2 separate regions of the Gossypium hirsutum genome follow, and region 1 is linked to region 2. The links are chromatin contacts, called in public Hi-C maps. All regions are on one chromosome and are shown on one strand. The core of a region is the stretch at or near the end of the contact, and the rest is flanking DNA. Distances in the headings are between cores, read along the strand shown.

Region 1 (4,634 bases), core at 1,023-3,522, 280 kb after region 2:
TAATGTCGTGATGAGAAAGAGTCGATGTCCCAACGACGTGACATATAACATCTCAACGAGAAGAAGTCGACATCTCGATGACACGATGTGTGACATCACGATGTGGTGACGTGTTTCCTATTAAATCGAGTTTCTTCTCCTAGTTAAATTCGACTATCTTTTTCTAGTAGAACTTTAATAACTCTAAGGATATTTTAATCAGATTAGCCCACAAATTTTAGTACATAAATAAGGGCTTTTAGCAACCCTAGAGAGTTTGGTTCAACAACACAATTAAGAAAGAGTTTTGTGAGAATTTCAAGAGAACTTTGTGTTTTGGGTTCGGGATTATTTTTGTTTTCCATATTGTACTCCTCTTTCGATATTTGTCATTTTATTGAATTTTTTTTGCTTGTGATTCTTTATCCTCTTAAGAGTAGTTTTTCCACATAAATATTTGTGTCTAATTTTCTTTGTTCTTTCATGTTCATTGCTTAATTTGAGTTTATCATCAACAAACAACATTAAATAGTCACTTGGATGACTCAACTAATATATGGATGCTCATAAATGTGATATGAGATGTCAAGATGATGTAAAATCATGAAAAATCACCTTAGTATTCACTTTCTCATTCTAACCAAGTTTTCGCTCATAAGCCATTCAAAACCCTAGATGTAGGTGATGAAGATAATGGTGAAATGATGATGATGATGATGATGATGAAGGATTTTGTAAGAAAATAGAAGAAAATGGTGATGGATTTGAAAAGAAAAATATAAAAGAGGTGAAGGAAAAGAAGAAAATGGAGAGCTTCTTCTTTCTTCTAAATGGTCAGCCAGTACAAAAAGAAAATGGAGGTTATTTCCCCTTTTTTATCATTTTTATACTATTATCATTGTATGGTCAAAAGGTAAAATAAATATCATGTCATGTGGTTATGGTTTATTTTTAAGACAAAAATGAGTTTTAGTATACTAAAAATCATCTTATCACCATACAAATCTACGAACACAAATATTTAATCATAATTTCTCTTCAAATGACTAAAATATCCTTGTCGACAAAATTACTATTTTACCTTTCAACTTGCATTCTTACTCAATTAAGCTCAAAACTTTAAAAATAGCTTAATATCATTTCTAATTACTTCCAACAATCTAAAATTAATTAATTTTGTAAAAAATAAATTTTCTTATCGGATACACGAATAAAGTTCTCAAAAAAGTCTTGTATAGAAAAAATTAAAAAATTTAAGGCTTTATGATGACTAAATATTCATGCAGATTTTAGATAGAGTATGTTAGGAAGTGTTTGAGATTAAAATTTCATACCTTAAATTGATATAGCAATTGTTTTATGTTAGTATTTGTTTAAAAGGATTTGGAGTGTGTTTGTGGTGACTTTTAAGGGAAATTTTGGTCCCTTGTTATAAGGTATCAGTACTATTATTTTTTTTATCAACACTTTGCAAGTCAATGATAACAAAATTGATCCAAAGGGTCTAAGTTTCAATACCCTCATTTAAGTATTAGATTCAAGTTGACAATAAAAAGCTATGGTAAATAAGACCAGGCACCTATACCTGGCACCTAAGTACCGATACCTACGCTTAGGTATAAAACATGGTGGCTCAGAGATTAATACCTAGCCCTTAGGTAGGGCTCCTACATTATTTTGAGAATTTTGGGCTCGTTGAAGTGAAGCTCGATTTCGGTCGCAAACACTTCCATTTACCAATGGATTTTTCCTAAATAATTTCAACTTAATTTTTAAACCTCCAAATTAACTTTACTACATTCATAAGAATTTATTTAATTGACTCAACAATTTTAAATCTCAAGTATTTTCAAGCTTTTATTTGATTTTTATAAGAGAGGTAGTAGTTAATGGAATAGTACATGCATTATTTAAAAAAATTGTGTGCTTTTTTTAAAAATTTAGGATTTTTATTGAAAATATAAAAATTTTATTTTTTGAAATTTTTTTGTATGTTTGAAATATAAAGATAAAATTGTAAACATTGATGATTAAAATAAGTGATTCTAGTTTCCTTATAATTGTAGACAAATGAATTACAATTTTTAAATAAAAAAGAATAAAGACTTAATGTCTCAAAATGAAAATAGATGAACCCAGCATCTTAGAATACTCACTCAAGGAAAGATTCAAAAATCTTTTCCAACCCTTTGTCAGATCTGGCATATTTAAATAAAAAAAAGTAGAAAAAGGGGCCAATTGCAAAGGTTGAAAACTTATAAAGCCAAATAAGTAAATGAAATGAGTTCGAAAGAAAAAGTTGTCAAGGTACAGGTGTCGCTTCCTCTAGATTTTTGACTGGGCTGAGCCACCGGGGGAGTCTGAAGATCACTCACCACAACAAATACTTGGAATTATTAATTCCAATTATTGCAAAAATGGGAGATTTCAATTTTCAACCAAACAAAAATTATAATAATTAAAAAAGGGCTAAAATTTGCCATTTCATTTGCCTTTGCATTTGAGTTTCATTTCAGACTGCTCGTTTCCCTTTATTTTTATTCTCCTCTTTTAGCATTTTCATTTCTAAGCAGCGCTGCGATCCAAATAAGTAACCACCAACGCTTGGCGGATCAAAATCAACCGATCCGACCGCTTTTTTTTTCTTTGTGTTTGTTTATCTTTTTCCACGATTTTGCGGTCAGTGGTGAAAGGGGGAATTGGGTGTTCGGACGGTGGAGGAACAAGGATGCCGTCTCAGGGAGATCTGGATCGTCAGATCGAGCACCTGATGGAGTGTAAGCCGCTGTCTGAGGCGGAGGTGAAGGCGTTATGCGAGCAGGCACGAGCAATACTAGTGGAGGAATGGAACGTACAGCCTGTGAAGTGTCCGGTAACGGTATGTGGAGATATTCATGGACAGTTTTACGATCTAATAGAGCTGTTTCGGATAGGAGGGAATGCGCCTGATACAAATTATCTCTTCATGGGAGATTATGTAGGTATGTTTGTCACTTTTTCATAGGGTTCTTTCCCTGTTCTTTTAACTTTTTGGTGGATTATTTGAAGTCTGTTGTATTGATTTAAGAGCTGTCCGTTTTCCTCGTCCTTCCTCTTTTTTCTTTTAATTTTCTGAATAATATTTGCTGAGTTTGTTTTTGTTTTAAGAGTTGGAACTCATGAAAAACATAAGGTTCGATAAACCTCTAGTTTTTGAAATCTATTAATTAGAAAATAATAGGTTGGCCGTAAATCTATTTTACACCTTATTTATAGTAGGATTGCAAATAAATTTTTAATCCTAGTGTTAAATTAAAATTCTAGGGTAACTTATTATCCTAACCATCGATATGCCTGATAATTAACAAGACTGATAATATAATAGCAAAATGAACAAAAAAAAATGCTCCATAGAATAGCATAACAGTGGTAGCTTCCGTGTTATATTATCATGTTACTAAAATTGAGAAAACAAAAATGCCTTTCAGCATCGCCCCTTAGATGCTTAAAACTGCTGAGAATTTTGGGTAGGAATGGTGTTTGAGCTTGCCCTGCTTGGTCTAAGCTGTTGGCAGTCTTTTTGATTAGTATCTTACCTCTGAGGTGGAGTTGTACTGTGAGACTAAGTTCTTGGACTAAGTTTGGACTTTCAGCTTTTTAGGGAATTTTTCTATGTACCAGAAATAATAGCCACTATTGCGTCAATCCTTATAAATGTGAAGTTGTAGCTACCTTGTCTAAAGCTTTTAGATGGTGAATGGAGTGGGATGTAGGTAGAAGTCAGGAGATTTTATAGTGCCTATATAATTTCTGCTGTATGCAAATCCATATTTATGAATTGGAAAGGGATTTTATTTTAACCTTATTGCATATATGCAGATCGTGGGTACTACTCGGTTGAGACTGTCACACTCTTGGTGGCACTAAAAGTCCGTTATAGAGATAGAATCACAATTCTTAGAGGAAATCACGAGAGCCGTCAGATTACACAAGTGTAAGATCTTTTCACCTGCATTTCCTTCTAACATTTTAGGTTTTCTTGGTACGAAGGATGAAAGGGGTGTAGGATAAAACATTGTTGATCCAATGGTTAAGTTACAATAAGTGCTTACAAAATTTAATCATGAGGTTTAACAATTATTCCCTCCTTACCCCTTTCTACCCTGTTTGGTCTTTGTTAAGCTGACTGACTTAAAAGGTCTTCAGGATTTGTGAAAGAATTTATTTAAATTGGGGGGTGCTTAACTAATTTGGATATTTGTAATTGAGCAAGTTTAGTTGATCAATCATCTTGGAGTTACTTCTTATATTTGACCGAGTTTTTATTGCTATTTTCATATTTTGTGTGGGAGGATTTAACAATTAACATACAGCAATTGAGCAGCTTTAGTTAATCAATCATCTTAAAATTACTTCTTATATTTGTTTGAGTTGTTTTGCTAATTTCATAAATCCCTGGGAGGATTTAACATGCACGTCCATGTCACATGCATGTTAGAGATGGGCTTTTGGTTTGATTAGTAAAATCTGTCTTGAAACAAATCACATGATCAGTTGTTAGCTAATTATTAATTATTGGCCATTCACAATGTTCTGATGATATGCTCTCAATTTAGTCTTGCACGAGAAGCATGTTTATGAACTGTTAGATTGGGGCCAACCACCTTGCACTTATG
Region 2 (4,853 bases), core at 2,117-4,616:
CGTGCACAAATTGAAGAGTTTGCTCACAGTTGGACTCAAGCTCATAAGCTATAAGGCTCTCTGCTGAGTTGAGAGACAAAACTACTGGGGACAATATTGAATTTTTGAGGGTCTAATCCTCAACAACTTTATTTTTCATAAAATAAAAGTTAAACTGCAAAACTAGTAATCAAAAGGAGTCTTTTTCTCCTAGTTTAGCATTGGCTGTTGCTTGTTAGACTGTGGACTCTGGTGTGAGTGTTGGAATCGGATTTTGTGCCTAGCACGTGTATATTCAATTTTTTAAAAACTTTTTCTACGGATGGTTCTTGGAAGGCTATATCTTCATGTCCATATCCAAACATATTGGATGATATGTTATGGGAATGTGACATGGTTTTTCTAAGATTGAAACAAGCCTTTCTTTTCGGCCAAGGATTAATAGAAGGCTTTAAGATGCTTGTTCATTGGTTTTTCTAATGGGAATATAGCTATAGTGTCCCTGATTTTTTTCTCATGCTGCTTGTATGGACTACGGTAACTTGTATCAATCCATGCTACCACCGAATGCTTCATTTTTGTGCTTTTGAATGCAAGAAGTTTCCTGAAAGAAACGAATGTGATTTGCTTCCGGTTTTGCTACTTATTTGGCAGGACTTATTGTTCTCATACAACATAGCGGTTGATAGGTCAGATGAAATGAAAAGAATACTTGGAAAATCAGCTGCAAGTGTTGGTCTCAAGCTTCCTGAGGTTTATCAGCCTTGATGTCGGTGGATAATAATTTTCATCTTCTTCTTTGTCTAGGGGAGAATAAAATTCTTCATCAGGTATCATTTTATTTCATATAAATCATATGTTAGTTTTTATGAGACAAATTCTTGATTTATCTTTATCCAAGATGTTCTGCATGATGTGTTGTATTTTTTAATCAAAACTCTTGAAAGTAACGAGGTTTTCATCGTGAGCATAGTCCTCTTGTTAGAGTTTGGCTTTCATATATTTCGATTTCCCAACAGTAATTTTCCTGTTGTGGTTGTTTTGTCAATACCATGATCATGAGTTTTGCATGTTTCAAGACACAAGATAACATGATTGAAAGTATTCTTCTTACTGACAGAAATCAATTGCTAGCATTTAGGGTCTATTTGTTCAGTGGAAGATTTTTTCGTATTGAATGTTTGTTTCACGGAAGATAGTTTATCAACAACAAATCCCCTGAATGACCCAAGTCCTTAGAACTTGGGGCAGCATTGGGTTCTGCCATTGATGCTGTCTTTGCGTGTAACTTGTTCTTACTGATGATGATGATTAGGAACCGTCGAAGTTGGTGCTGAATAAGCGGAGAATGCCGTTATGGGTGGGTCTGGTTGGTTTGGGTCCGATCATTTTGAGTTTTAAAAATATTAGGTTTGGATTTTTTTTTTTTTAGTTCAAATTGGGTCATTTCAAATTTGACAGTTGGATTTTTCGAGTTTGGATAATCTTGGATTCCTAAGGTTAATGAATGCTATTATGATGAAAACGTATAGGTATCCAGATTTTTTTGGTAAAAGTCACGAACAATGTTATAAGCTAAAAATAGAGTAAAATGCAAACTTATTTATGATTTTCTTGTTATATTTTATACGCAGTTATGAAATTTAATATTATCTTCTTCTTTTTTTAATTTATTTTAAATTCGTTGACATAATCACATTTAGAATTATAAAATGATAAAATTATTGTATGATAGTAAAGGTTCTTTTTCTTTCAATTTGTAATGATATTAAAAAAAAAAAACTATTTGGAATTCAGTCAACAATTGGCTAAATGTTCAAATTGAGCTCAACATTTTAGAGGTTGTTCATGTAAAGTTAAATCTTTTAAAATGGTCATATAATGGTTTAATCTTTTATAAAATGCTCTGTCAAATCTTTCAAAATTGTTTCTCAATTATCATATACGAAGTTTTAAATTATGTTTTTATTTTTTTTCCTTTTTATGCAGTAGTTATGTGTTTTATTCTAAACCTGTCAACTTTACTTAATTTTTACTATAAACTGGATTGAAGTGCATGAAAAATTCTTATTTAAAGATTTTTGTGAAGGTTAAGTCTTTATATGATCATTTTGAAAGGTTTAATCCTTAAATGAGCAACTCTTAAAATGTTACATTCTAATTTAAGCATTTAGCCTTAAGCTTTTAATATTTTTAGCTCAAAATAAAAATAAAAAGGATATCGTAAACATAAGCAGCTCCTGAGTAAATTTATTCATGGGTCGAGCTATTTATTTAGACTTAAAGACCTATCTGAAATTTGGGAGGGTTTGTGCAAGAATAATTGGCCCGTTTAAAATATGGATTGGACTTGAGCATTCAAGACTTGAGCTTGATCCAACCTATTTTTAAATTTGTAATATTTTATATTATGTTACTTTTATATATTATATAATGTATAACACATAAAAATTAAATCTATAATAATATATAATACTACTATAATATAAACATTAAAAAATGTTAAGATAATTTTATATAAAATTTTAATAAATGAAAAAGTATATAAAATTTTTAAAATATGGATGGGCTTGGGTAAAATTTTAAACTTGTATTTCGAGCCAAGCAGGGTTTGAGCAAATATAAAGTGTGTTAATATCATGCTTAAGCCCAGACCGAACTTGGATCAGACTATCTCAATCCGTGAATTAAATTTAAAAATAAAATGTGATATAATTTTTTGTCAAACTATTAAATCATTTGAAATTTTAAAAAAAAACTCTTAATATTTTTGTAATTAAATTTAAATGAAATATATTTTCATTAATAAATAGTAATTCGAGTCAGGTTAAATTTGTTAGAGGTCAAAAAAATCCTTTTTTCCATGCTTAATCTAAGTTGAGCCCACCTTATTAGATTGATGGCGGATTGTTCGCCTTTTAAACATTTTTTTCACAAGAGAGGAATTTATTTACATCAGTAATTTTACACTTTTTCATAATTTTTTATATAATTAATGTTTCAATAATCTAACAATTAAATTTTTTAATATATTTGTACTTGTTATGTATATAAAATCAATTATATATTTCATCTTATCAATTTTAAAATATTGTCAATATATATAATGATTGAAAGGTTTTTTCATATAAAATAAATAGTTAAATTTTTTTAATTTATACCAAACTGAATAGGCGTGATAGATAAATTATTAAAATATTAATAATATAAAAAGTTTATATATATATATATATTTTTTTTTTGCGTGTGTTTTAAGCAAGAGTTTTATAAATTAATGAACCCGGTCCAAAACTTCTAATTGGTTGACACATAAGCCCGATCTATCATGGGTCGGACCAGAGGTATTTGGATTAAGCCCAAACTAAGTACATCGAACCGGTCCATCTTAAAATTCTCAAAATTCCAATTTTGTCCACAATTAAACATCAAAATGCCCATTTAAGATTATTATTTCATTTCCCTAAACAAGAAGCAGCAGCCTTCATCAGTCATCTCCAAAAAAGTTGTGGAGAAAAAAATATTACGTTTGGGAAGCGAGAAAGTGCGAGAAAATGAGCGGAGCAGGAAAGAAAGTAGTAGATGTGGCTTTCAAAGCAGGAAAGAGCATTGATTGGGAAGGGATGGCGAAGCTTTTGGTCTCCGATGAGGCTCGCAAAGAGTTCGCCACTCTTCGTCGCACTTTCGATGAAGTTAACTCCACTTTACAGACCAAGTTCAGCCAGGTTAGGGTTTTCTATTCTCTCCCATCTCAGGTTTTTTTAATAACTTAGGACCTTTGGGTTAATCTATAATTAGATCTTTAGGGTTTTAGTCTTTTTTTTGGTTGATTAATGTTATTTATTGAAATAAATAATCATTTTTGAAGCTTCTATTTGTCATTAAGGGTGATTTTTCATTTGATGCTTGTATTAACTTTCTTGGTGATAATCTGATTCTGTTAAGCAGGAACCTGAGCCTATCGATTGGGAATATTATAGAAAAGGAATCGGCTCGCGATTGGTGGATATGTACAAAGAGGCTTATGAGAGTAAGTTTTTTTTCTGTCATGGTTGAGTTTTCATTCTATACTATTTCCTAGTTGCCCCCTTTATTCTTAGATCTGTTGTAGGGTTCCTAAAAGCATAAAAATGGTCTACTTACCTCATGTTTGAAGTCTTCACATGGTTGCAGTTTCCTCGATTTGTGAATTGAATTAACTGTTGTTTAAGCTGTGCTTCCTGTTATGAGATGATAATTTTATGAGTCGGATGATGATATGGTCACCTTGACTAGCTACAATGTTCCTTTTTCGTTTTTATTGTCTCAAAATAATTAGTGAAGTGTGGAATTTAATTCTGTCATCCATTCTTCGATTGTGGATATTTTTTATCTTTGTTAAACCTATTCCGATGGCCATATTGCCTATAAGGATGTTGTGTTCATCGATTGTTATATTTTTTATAGGTAAGTTCTTAATATTGTATATAAACGTGATTCTTGTTGTATATAAACCAGATTCTTGTCCAAAACGCTGTAAAAGTTTCTATAGAACAACTATGATTCTCATTACTCCTATGCTTTGGATGTTTGATGTAAAATAACCTTTAACTCAGACCTTTATTTGTTACAAAAAGAAAAGAAAAGAAAAGAACAATGTTACTCAACCAATGAACTAGATGATTTTCAGGTTTTTTTTTACGGTAAGGTGTTCCACGAGCACCTTCTTGGAATTAACTGTGTTAAATGGAGCTGCCTCCTTTTCACTGTTTACTTGCCATACTGGTTAGTTACAATGTTTAACTCTTTCTTTAGTGTAATTTTTTTGCTTTGATTATAGAATTTGTCTAACCGGGTTGTCACTTGGCTACAACTTTTGGAATCCACGGTTGTTTATT

Evidence for each region. Hi-C and Micro-C count contacts between places; a contact is called where the count stands out from the background.
Region 1: a Hi-C map of leaf shows a contact between it and region 2, with 1.7 times the contacts expected there. The contact joins the promoter of LOC107937214 here to the promoter of LOC107930653 in region 2. A contact is called at or near these places in 2 of 34 Hi-C or Micro-C datasets (both in leaf).

What each region holds. Positions count from the first base shown.
Region 1 is chrA01:44,503,048-44,507,681 of Gossypium_hirsutum_v2.1, forward strand. It overlaps LOC107937214 (serine/threonine-protein phosphatase PP2A catalytic subunit), which reads left to right and starts at 2,273. Exons shown (of 6, transcript XM_016870069.2): 1 at 2,273-2,960; 2 at 3,838-3,952. The coding sequence starts at 2,708.
Region 2 is chrA01:44,217,500-44,222,352 of Gossypium_hirsutum_v2.1, forward strand. It overlaps LOC107930653 (ATP synthase subunit d, mitochondrial), which reads left to right and starts at 3,367. Exons shown (of 5, transcript XM_016862345.2): 1 at 3,367-3,701; 2 at 3,925-4,006. The coding sequence starts at 3,531. LOC107930633 reads left to right here. Exons shown (of 4, transcript XR_005925593.1): 3 at 634-809; 4 at 1,100-1,588.